2 separate regions of the Danio rerio genome follow, and region 1 is linked to region 2. Evidence: chromatin contacts called from public Micro-C data. All regions are on one chromosome and are shown on one strand. Each heading gives the region's core, a stretch centred on a gene start, on an enhancer-like site or on the middle of the called end of the contact. The rest is flanking DNA. Distances are from core to core; before and after follow the strand shown.

The links. Hi-C and Micro-C count contacts between places; a contact is called where the count stands out from the background.
Region 1: a contact with region 2 is called in a Micro-C map of caudal fin, with 5 times the contacts expected there. The contact joins the enhancer-like site here to the promoter of ndufs2 in region 2. A contact is called at or near these places in 2 of 18 Hi-C or Micro-C datasets (caudal fin and an unstated tissue).

Annotation. Positions count from the first base shown.
Region 1 is chr7:19,259,316-19,263,340 of GRCz12tu, reverse strand. It overlaps dock11 (dedicator of cytokinesis 11), which reads left to right. Exons shown (of 53, transcript NM_001202493.1): 26 at 1,015-1,140; 27 at 1,871-1,942; 28 at 2,580-2,726. Among named protein-coding and RNA genes, the nearest start is that of dock11, 63 kb to the left of the region's middle. Within about 2 kb of position 2,245, at least 2 of the 62 cell types and tissues checked have an H3K27ac peak or open chromatin away from gene starts, as enhancers often do. A contact at or near this core is called in caudal fin, where this site is marked.
Region 2 is chr7:19,058,875-19,062,979 of GRCz12tu, reverse strand. ndufs2 (NADH:ubiquinone oxidoreductase core subunit S2) reads left to right here and starts at 2,358. Exons shown (of 14, transcript NM_001020645.2): 1 at 2,358-2,528. The coding sequence starts at 2,428. kirrel1a (kirre like nephrin family adhesion molecule 1a) reads left to right here. Exons shown (of 15, transcript NM_212868.2): 15 at 1-433.

The DNA.
Region 1 (4,025 bases), core at 996-3,495, 200 kb before region 2:
TTGTAGAGTTTAGATAAAAAAAAAACATGAAAAATATCAATGTCAAAAATTACAATAATTATTTTGTAGTTATTTTTATTTGTTTATTGCAACAAGTGCATGAACAGCAGATTGCGGTGTCACTATGTTATTGCACTATACTTTTTTTTGTTAAAACGTTAAATTACTGTGTCATTTGCTCTAGGTTTTGTTCTTCATTATATACAGTGCTCAGCATATATGAGTACATCCCTAACAAGTCTATATTTTAAATACATTTTTTCTATAGGAAGCTATACAATATTGTATTTGTACTTATACATAAGACTAGTCAGTACTGAAGGCAAATCTGGAGCATATCTAACTAAATATCTTACGATAACAGTCCAAAAGTTAGTACACCCAAATTTATTTGTTAAACTTTGGAAAAGCACTTTGAAGAATATGGGAAAAAACATTGGATAAAAATATTGAAAAAATAAGAAATCATAAAAAAATGAAATATATACAATTTAGTTGAGATTTTGTAGTTTGTTGGATTTTAAATGTATTATTTCTTTATTTCTGAAAATATTTAGTGACTATCTGTGTTTAATAAACTTGTTTAGTTCAAATATACCAAAATATATTGCCTATATTCACTGAGAAATGGATAAAATATTCATTTGCAAAATGTATACTGAGCATAGTTGTGTGTTATGTTATGTGCAAAGTTTAAGGCAGATGTTTGTTTTTTTAATAAGAACTAATGCATGGAACTGGAGTCACATTTATCACATTAATATTTGATGCTCAACAACTACAAAAACCCATGAAATTTAGCCTCAACAGAGCATGTGATTGTGTTACTGAACTAACTTGTAGACCGATATTTTTAAGCAGCATCCTAAAAGCTTTTCAAATGTTTCATATAAGTTCACAACTTTAGATGGACACTGCATTATGTTATTTATACAGCATTGCTAGATTTTGTTACAAGTGTTTTAAAAACCTTTAATGAATTTTTTACAAACAAAAGCAACGTTTCCTTTGCAGTATGTGTTTCGTATCAACAACGCAACTTCCGAAAACTCTGTGACAACACATGAAGTTTTGGCTACGGCTGTGACTGTCATCCTCAAACAAACCGCTGATATCAACACCTGCAACAAACTTCTCAAGGTGACCAAATCATGCATTACTCTCTATCTATACACAGCAGATGGCGCTGTTAGGCTATTTTCTGCTCTCTTGAGTCACTGAAGAGGATTAATGTCGGAGTAAATTATTTGGAAATGGGGGGTGGTTTCCAAGGAACGATCATCATCATCATACATACACAAGAACCAGTTTACTTTATTATGCTTTAGTACTCTGTATATTTCATTCATTATACCCACTTTCTCTCACGTGGTCTTAGCATGTTCAAGGAGCTTCCTCAATATTTTTTTGCTCAGGGCTGCTTTTAGTACTGAATTTTAGGGATGTTGCTTTTACACATTATGGTTACTGACTACTCATTTGACTGTGCCTGGTTTCAGAGATTATATTATAGTGTGGTTGAATTACTGTATTGTTTTGCTTTAGTTGTGGTAGTGGCAGTGTATATTTATATGTTGTTTGGAGTAGCACACATTTACAAAATTTCCATGATTATATATGGTAAACGTTAGTATAATGATTAATTTGGGATGTTATAAAATTCTATGAGCCACACAGTGGCGCAGTGGGTAGCAATGTCACCTCACCGCAAGAAGGTCGCTGGTTTGATTTAGGATTAATAATCATTGTAAAAAAAATTTTAACTTTTTGCTAATGTGTAATGATTTTTGTTTTTGTCACTGTATATATAAAATTTGCATTACAACATTCCTTATTGCCACTGTGTTAATGAATTTTTCCTGCTATACAGTATTCCTGGTTCTTCTTTGAGACCATGGCCAGGTCAATGGCTCAATACCTCATGGATGGCAACAGAATGAAAGTAAGTCTTATTTTTACCTTCCACTTGCTTTTCCTCATCATCATTATCATCAGTAAAAAGATTAAATAATTAAACACAAAGCAGCTGGGTGTAAATATCCCTAAGCTGCCAAGTTTTATTTTTATTTATTTATCTTTTGGCATTTGAGCATAGAATGTGGTTTGACTTCCTCATTCTTCATAAAGTGAATGATCAAAGGTAAAAAAAAAAAAAGAAAAACACGCCCTTATAAACACCAAACACTGTAGCGTCACTCTACTGTTGACACAGGGTTGCCTTTTGCATGTGTGATGTTTGTTTACCAGCTTCAGCTTTCCTTCAGCGCTTTTCAAACATGTTCAGACATATTAAAACATGCCACCAGTCTCATTTGCATAACAGAAACCATGTCTTAATCATGTTGTTTAGAAGTCGGTGTGTATCTGATGTTCAAACATGCTCTCACCTCAGTCAATTATGATCACAAGCCTAAAATTAGTCTATGTGTTTTGGCATAGACGGTCATATTGAAAGCTGAAATTTAACCGTAAGTTGCATATAATTGAGCTGAAAGTAATTTACTGTCACTAGTGAAACTACGTGGTGTTAATGCCATTGATATGTGATGGCTAATGAAGTGAACCTGCTTGACCTACAGATGCCACGAGCACAGAGGTTTCCAGAGTCTTTCCAGCAGGCCCTGCAGTGTCTGCTGTTGTCCATAATGCCACACATCACTATCCGCTATGTGGAGATTCCAGAGGAGGCTCGCTGTGTCAACTTCAGCCTGGCCTGCTTCATTAAGGTCAGGCCTTACACTAAATTTTAAGACAGAGCCTAACATTCACTAGTGCTACAGTTAGGGACTTTCACACGGTGTGCTTTTTAGGTTGTCATTCTAAATGTCACTTCAAACTCTTGGTTAATGAACTGTTTACATTTGTAGTTATTTTATATTTATAGTAATAAAATATGTAGATATGCCACACAAAATGGGCTAAAAAAAATAATAAACCTACTAGTAGTACCACTTTTGCTGTGTTAATGGGATAATTGGCCCCAAAAATGAATATTTGCTATGGATAGTGGCTTATTTCACCTCAGGAAATCATTTAATCATTAAAAACAATCATTTGAGTTAGGTGTGCACAATATGTTGTTTCATCATGGAAATCACAATGTGCATCTGCAATAGTCATATCGCATTATCGGCAATGTTGAGTCTGAATGATAGTTGATCAGGAGCCACAGAACACATGTGGTTTGTAGAGTCACTGCTAAGTTTAAACATAACAGAGTGAAATTTTTTTTTTCATTTGCATGTGTTTTTAAGGCCTTTGACTAGGACTTTCAAGAGAATTTGGGCACAAAAAAGTATGTTTTGGGGGTGTAACAAAGATTAATTTTATTAAATTATTTATAAGATTTATGCTCAATAACTTGTAATTTTTGTCCTGTTTCTAGTCCAAATATCTACATTTCAAAGTGAAAATATGATTATTTTACCCTATTGGTAGATAATTCAGCTTGTTTTAAGGAAAAACTCCTAATTTTGACTTACTTCTTCTGAAGATGAATACAAAACAACACATTTTCACTTGATCTAAAGGATTTTTAGATACTTGGACTAGAAATGAGACATTTTTTGTTTTTGCATTGTTATTATTCTGGTCATAAGACCGTCAAATCAAACCATCTTGTCAAACTGTAGACTGTTTGCTTGTCAAATGATGTTTACATTTTGTGAAACTGTATACATATCGCAAACATTTATCGCAGAAAAAAAAAAACATTGCAATATAAGGATTTTTTTTTCAATGTCGTGCAGCTCTAATTTGAGTTTATAATTAATTAATAAGAAATTATTACTTTAGGCACTGGTGAACAAAAAAAAGCACCAATACGTTTATGATGGTACACAATAGTAATATTTCAAATAAATGCTGTTTTTTGAACATTCTCTTTTTTCAAAGTATCCTGATAAACATTTGCCTTGAACAAAACTTTGCAAAGAGAATAAAAATCTGAAAACTCACTCTTTAAATTAATCTATAAATTAACACTGAAAATAAATCGGCATCGGCTTTACCAAAAAGAGTTTGAA
Region 2 (4,105 bases), core at 1,109-3,608:
GAGTGAACAAACTAAAGAGTGGCCTTAGGAAAACATGACTTTTATATTCCCTCACTTTATAAAGCGGCTTAAGGCCAGAGGAGTGTGTGTAGACAACGGTATGCTTGTGTTTTTGTGCGTGCGACTGAGCGTGAGTGTGAGGATATGAAAATCTTTATGTAATCCGTTCATTTACTTCTCTCACGTTCCTGCTCCAATACTTTTTCTTCTGCTGGTAGGAGTGTATCCTGTATAATTGTGTCTTAGAAGATAAACGTTGACCTTACTGTACTGTTTCTTGGTAGCTGAAAAAACAATGTTTGACAGATGTACAACAAAAAAGTTATTGACTTTTTTTTTATTTCTCATTGATTTTTTTCCAATATTTTTTAAAAATGTTACGTAATTATTTTTTCACAGTATATCAGAAATAAAAGCACTGTTTTTCTAAGAATCAGTGACGTATTGAATGTGTGACTGATACTTTGCATGTACACTACCTGATAAAAGTTTTAAAAGTCGAGTATTCAAGCAAATAATAACTTGACTTCTAGTTGATCATTTGGTATCAGAAGTGGCTTAATTGAAAGGCAAAGGCCTCTAGATTACGCTTATTTTATCAAAATAAAATATAATCATGCCTTGATTTTTAATTCTTTAATTAGGACGGTAAGGTCTGACTTTGCTTAGACAAAAAAAAATAATGTACAGTATAGAATATAACATCATGGTGCAGTGGATAAAGAATGAATATTGTGTATGACTCCCATGAGCTTGGAGGACTGCATCCATACATCTCTGCAATGACTCAAATAACTTATTAATAAAGTCATCTGGAATGACAAAGGAAGCGTTCTTGCAGGACTCACAGAGTTCACCAAGATTCTGTGGATTCATCTTCAATGCCTCCATCTTACCCCAGACATGCTCAATAATGTTCATGTCTGGTGACTGGGCAGGCCAATCCTGGAGCACCTTGACTTTCTTTGCTTTCAGGAACTTTGACGTGAAAGCTGAAGTATGAGAAGGAGCGCTATCCTGCTGAAGAATTAGCCCTCTCCTGTGGTTTGTAATGTAATGGGCAGCTCAAATGTCTTGATAGCTCAGGCTGATGATGTTGCCATCCACTCTGCAGATCTCTCGCATGCCCCCATACTGAATGTGTTAGTTTTCTGTTTCCCAAACCGTGATTTTTCCTTCACCAAACTGGACTGATTTCTGTGAGTATCTTGGGTCCATGATTGTAGTTAGTTAGTTAGTTAGTTAGTTAGTTATTTAGTTAGTTAGCTAGCTAGTTAGTTAGTTTGCTTGTTAGATAGTTTAAAAAATCTGAAAAACCGAAATTGGTGTTTGTGAGGCCAGCAGGAGGTGCTCAACCTGCGGTCTGTCTGGGTCCTAAAACCCCAGTATATTGATGGAGACTCTTTGCTGCTCAGTGAGCACTGTTTTTCGGATGAGACATTAAACCTGGAAGACGTGGAAATCTGTTAAAAATCCCAGGATGTCCTTCGATAAAAAGTAGGGGTTTAACCCCAGCATCCTGGCCAAATTTCCCCACTGGCCTGTGTCTATCATGGCCTCCTAATCATCCCCATACTATAATTGGCTTCATCACTCTGTCTCCTCTCCACCAATCAGCTGGTGCGGTCTGGCGCAACATTGCTGATGTCGCATCATCCAGGTGGATGCTGCACACTGGAGGTGGATGAGGAGATTCCCCCATTGTGTAAAGTGCTTTGAGTGTCCAGAAAAGCGCTATAAAAATGTAAGGAATTGTTAATTATTATTATTATTATTATTATTATTATTATTACACCGCACGTCTTTGGGCTGTAGGGGTAAACCGGAGCACCCGGAGGAAACACATACAAACACGGGGAAAACATGCAAACTCCACACAGAAATGCCAACCCCCCAGCCGGGACTCATACCAGCGACCTCCTTGCTGTGAGGTGACAGTGCTAACCACTGGGCTTCTGTACAGCCCACACAGATATTATATAATATGAATATAAAATGTATATACCTTTGGTTGAATGATGAAAAATTCCCATCAGTAAAGTACAGGGTGCTGCTCAAACATACCTTTAGTGATGACATTTTGGATGTATAAAGTCTAGGATCCAGAAGAAACCCCATCACTCTTAGTCTCCAGCAATAATAATAAAAAATATTAATGTGATTGAGCTAGCTCCATGTTTTGTCAAATTATTTGATTTTTTAGAAATATTCGCCAATGTGAAGTTTAAAAATTCGCTTCATCAACTGCACCAGGCATTCCTAACTTAAAAACAAACTCGAGAGTCGACTGACATCTAGTGGCTCTTGGATGAGTCTTGGATTGGAAGCTGCGGTGTAAACCTCCTGCCGGCGGGTGACGCCAGAGCCCCAGTGAAAGAGCGGCCGTGAAGCTCTCAGCACAGAAGCAGAGCGCTGACAGAAGGGAAGATGGCGGCTACAATGCTGAGGTCGCTCTCTAGACTCGGACGTCCTTCAGTTTTATTAAACAGTAATGTCAGCTCTCCAGCCTGTGCTCTGATTCAGACGAGGTACGAACAGCACGGTCAATAACACACTGCAATTTTACCATTGGTTTGGTGAAGCAGCGGCTTGCTTGTGGTGATGTTGTTGTTATGGTTTAGCCACCGGTATTTCTGCGACTTAGATTGTTTTGAAAAGCATGCTAATGTGCAATATTGCAAACTTGACCTGTTTACATACGTATTATTCTATTATTATTAAACGTCGTTTTCCCTTTTGCCATTCTTGCGTTCAGCTGTGGGAAAAAACAAGCTTGAAGCTAACGTTAGCCGTTATGAAACATGAGCAGTTACAAAATAATCACATTTGATATCTCTGATAAATCATGACTCTGAGGTTTTCTTAATGGCACAATTGTTTTTTTTTATGTTTTGCAATTTGCAATCTTCACCAATATTTGTAGGTAAAATGACCCACAAAAATAGCGACACAAAAGTCTTAGTTGAAGTTTTCAAAGCAAGAGGGTTTTATTGATTTCATTATGGATATAAAGTGTATATCTTCTTATTAAGGTACATTTGGTTTTATATTCACATATACAATAATATTCAATACTATAACTTCAAAAAACTATTGTCAAGTCTAAATAGAGAAATCATATTAGCAGTCCATAACTATCAAAGGACAACAGTGTTTACAGTCTATTAAATAGTGCTAATGTTGTATCAAAGTCATACTTGCATATGATTTCAGACTGTTTATTCAAAAGTACTGAGGTAAACAATATAGAGTCCGAATGTGTGATTAAAAAAAACAACTTTACCTCAATTATATTCTCGATTCTCATATCGTTTCAAAATACATATATTTTTAATAATTTTGCTTCCCAAGTAGATTCAAATGTTTTAAGTCATTCATCATGGAAATCAAAGGAACGTTTCTTTTTTAGAATATAATTTAGAAGTAATTTATATAGATTTAGAACATTCTTTTTTCCCCCATTGTAATTAGAATGTATGGCAATGATGAAATAAAATAAATTAGTAATGGAGGTCAGTATGAACTAAGTTGTATATACAGATCATTGTCTGCTCAAAAAAAATGGACATTTAGAGATGGTATTGATGTATTGTGCTCCCTAAAAGTGTTTTTATTATTTAATTTTAATGACCTTTTTTTGTTTGTTGGATTTAAAAAATACATTAAAAGTTTTTAGTTTACTTTAATGAAAAAATGTAAATGTGAAAATGTAAAACAAAAACACTTGATTTAAGAATTGTTCATCCAATGCAAATGCACTTATATTTGTACAGTTGTAAGACAGCACAAGCACTATTTTCCAACAAGTAATATAGAAGTATTTGGACACGTTTTTTAAAGAAGATGCTTAAAATTAATTTTAATCTATCTATTTTTATTTGTTTTTTTTCTTCCTAAGTTTTACCAAAACATTTTGTACAATCAAGGTTGTATTTTTTTTCCATGATAACCCTTGTCGACGAAATAAATTAACAAACAAGTTAAATTCAAATAAAAATAAAATTAAAACACAGAGAAAAGAAAAAAAACCTTTGCAGTATTGTTTACATTTGCAGTTAGATAGACAATATCAATTGTAAAAATAATTCAGATAAATTAATACCTA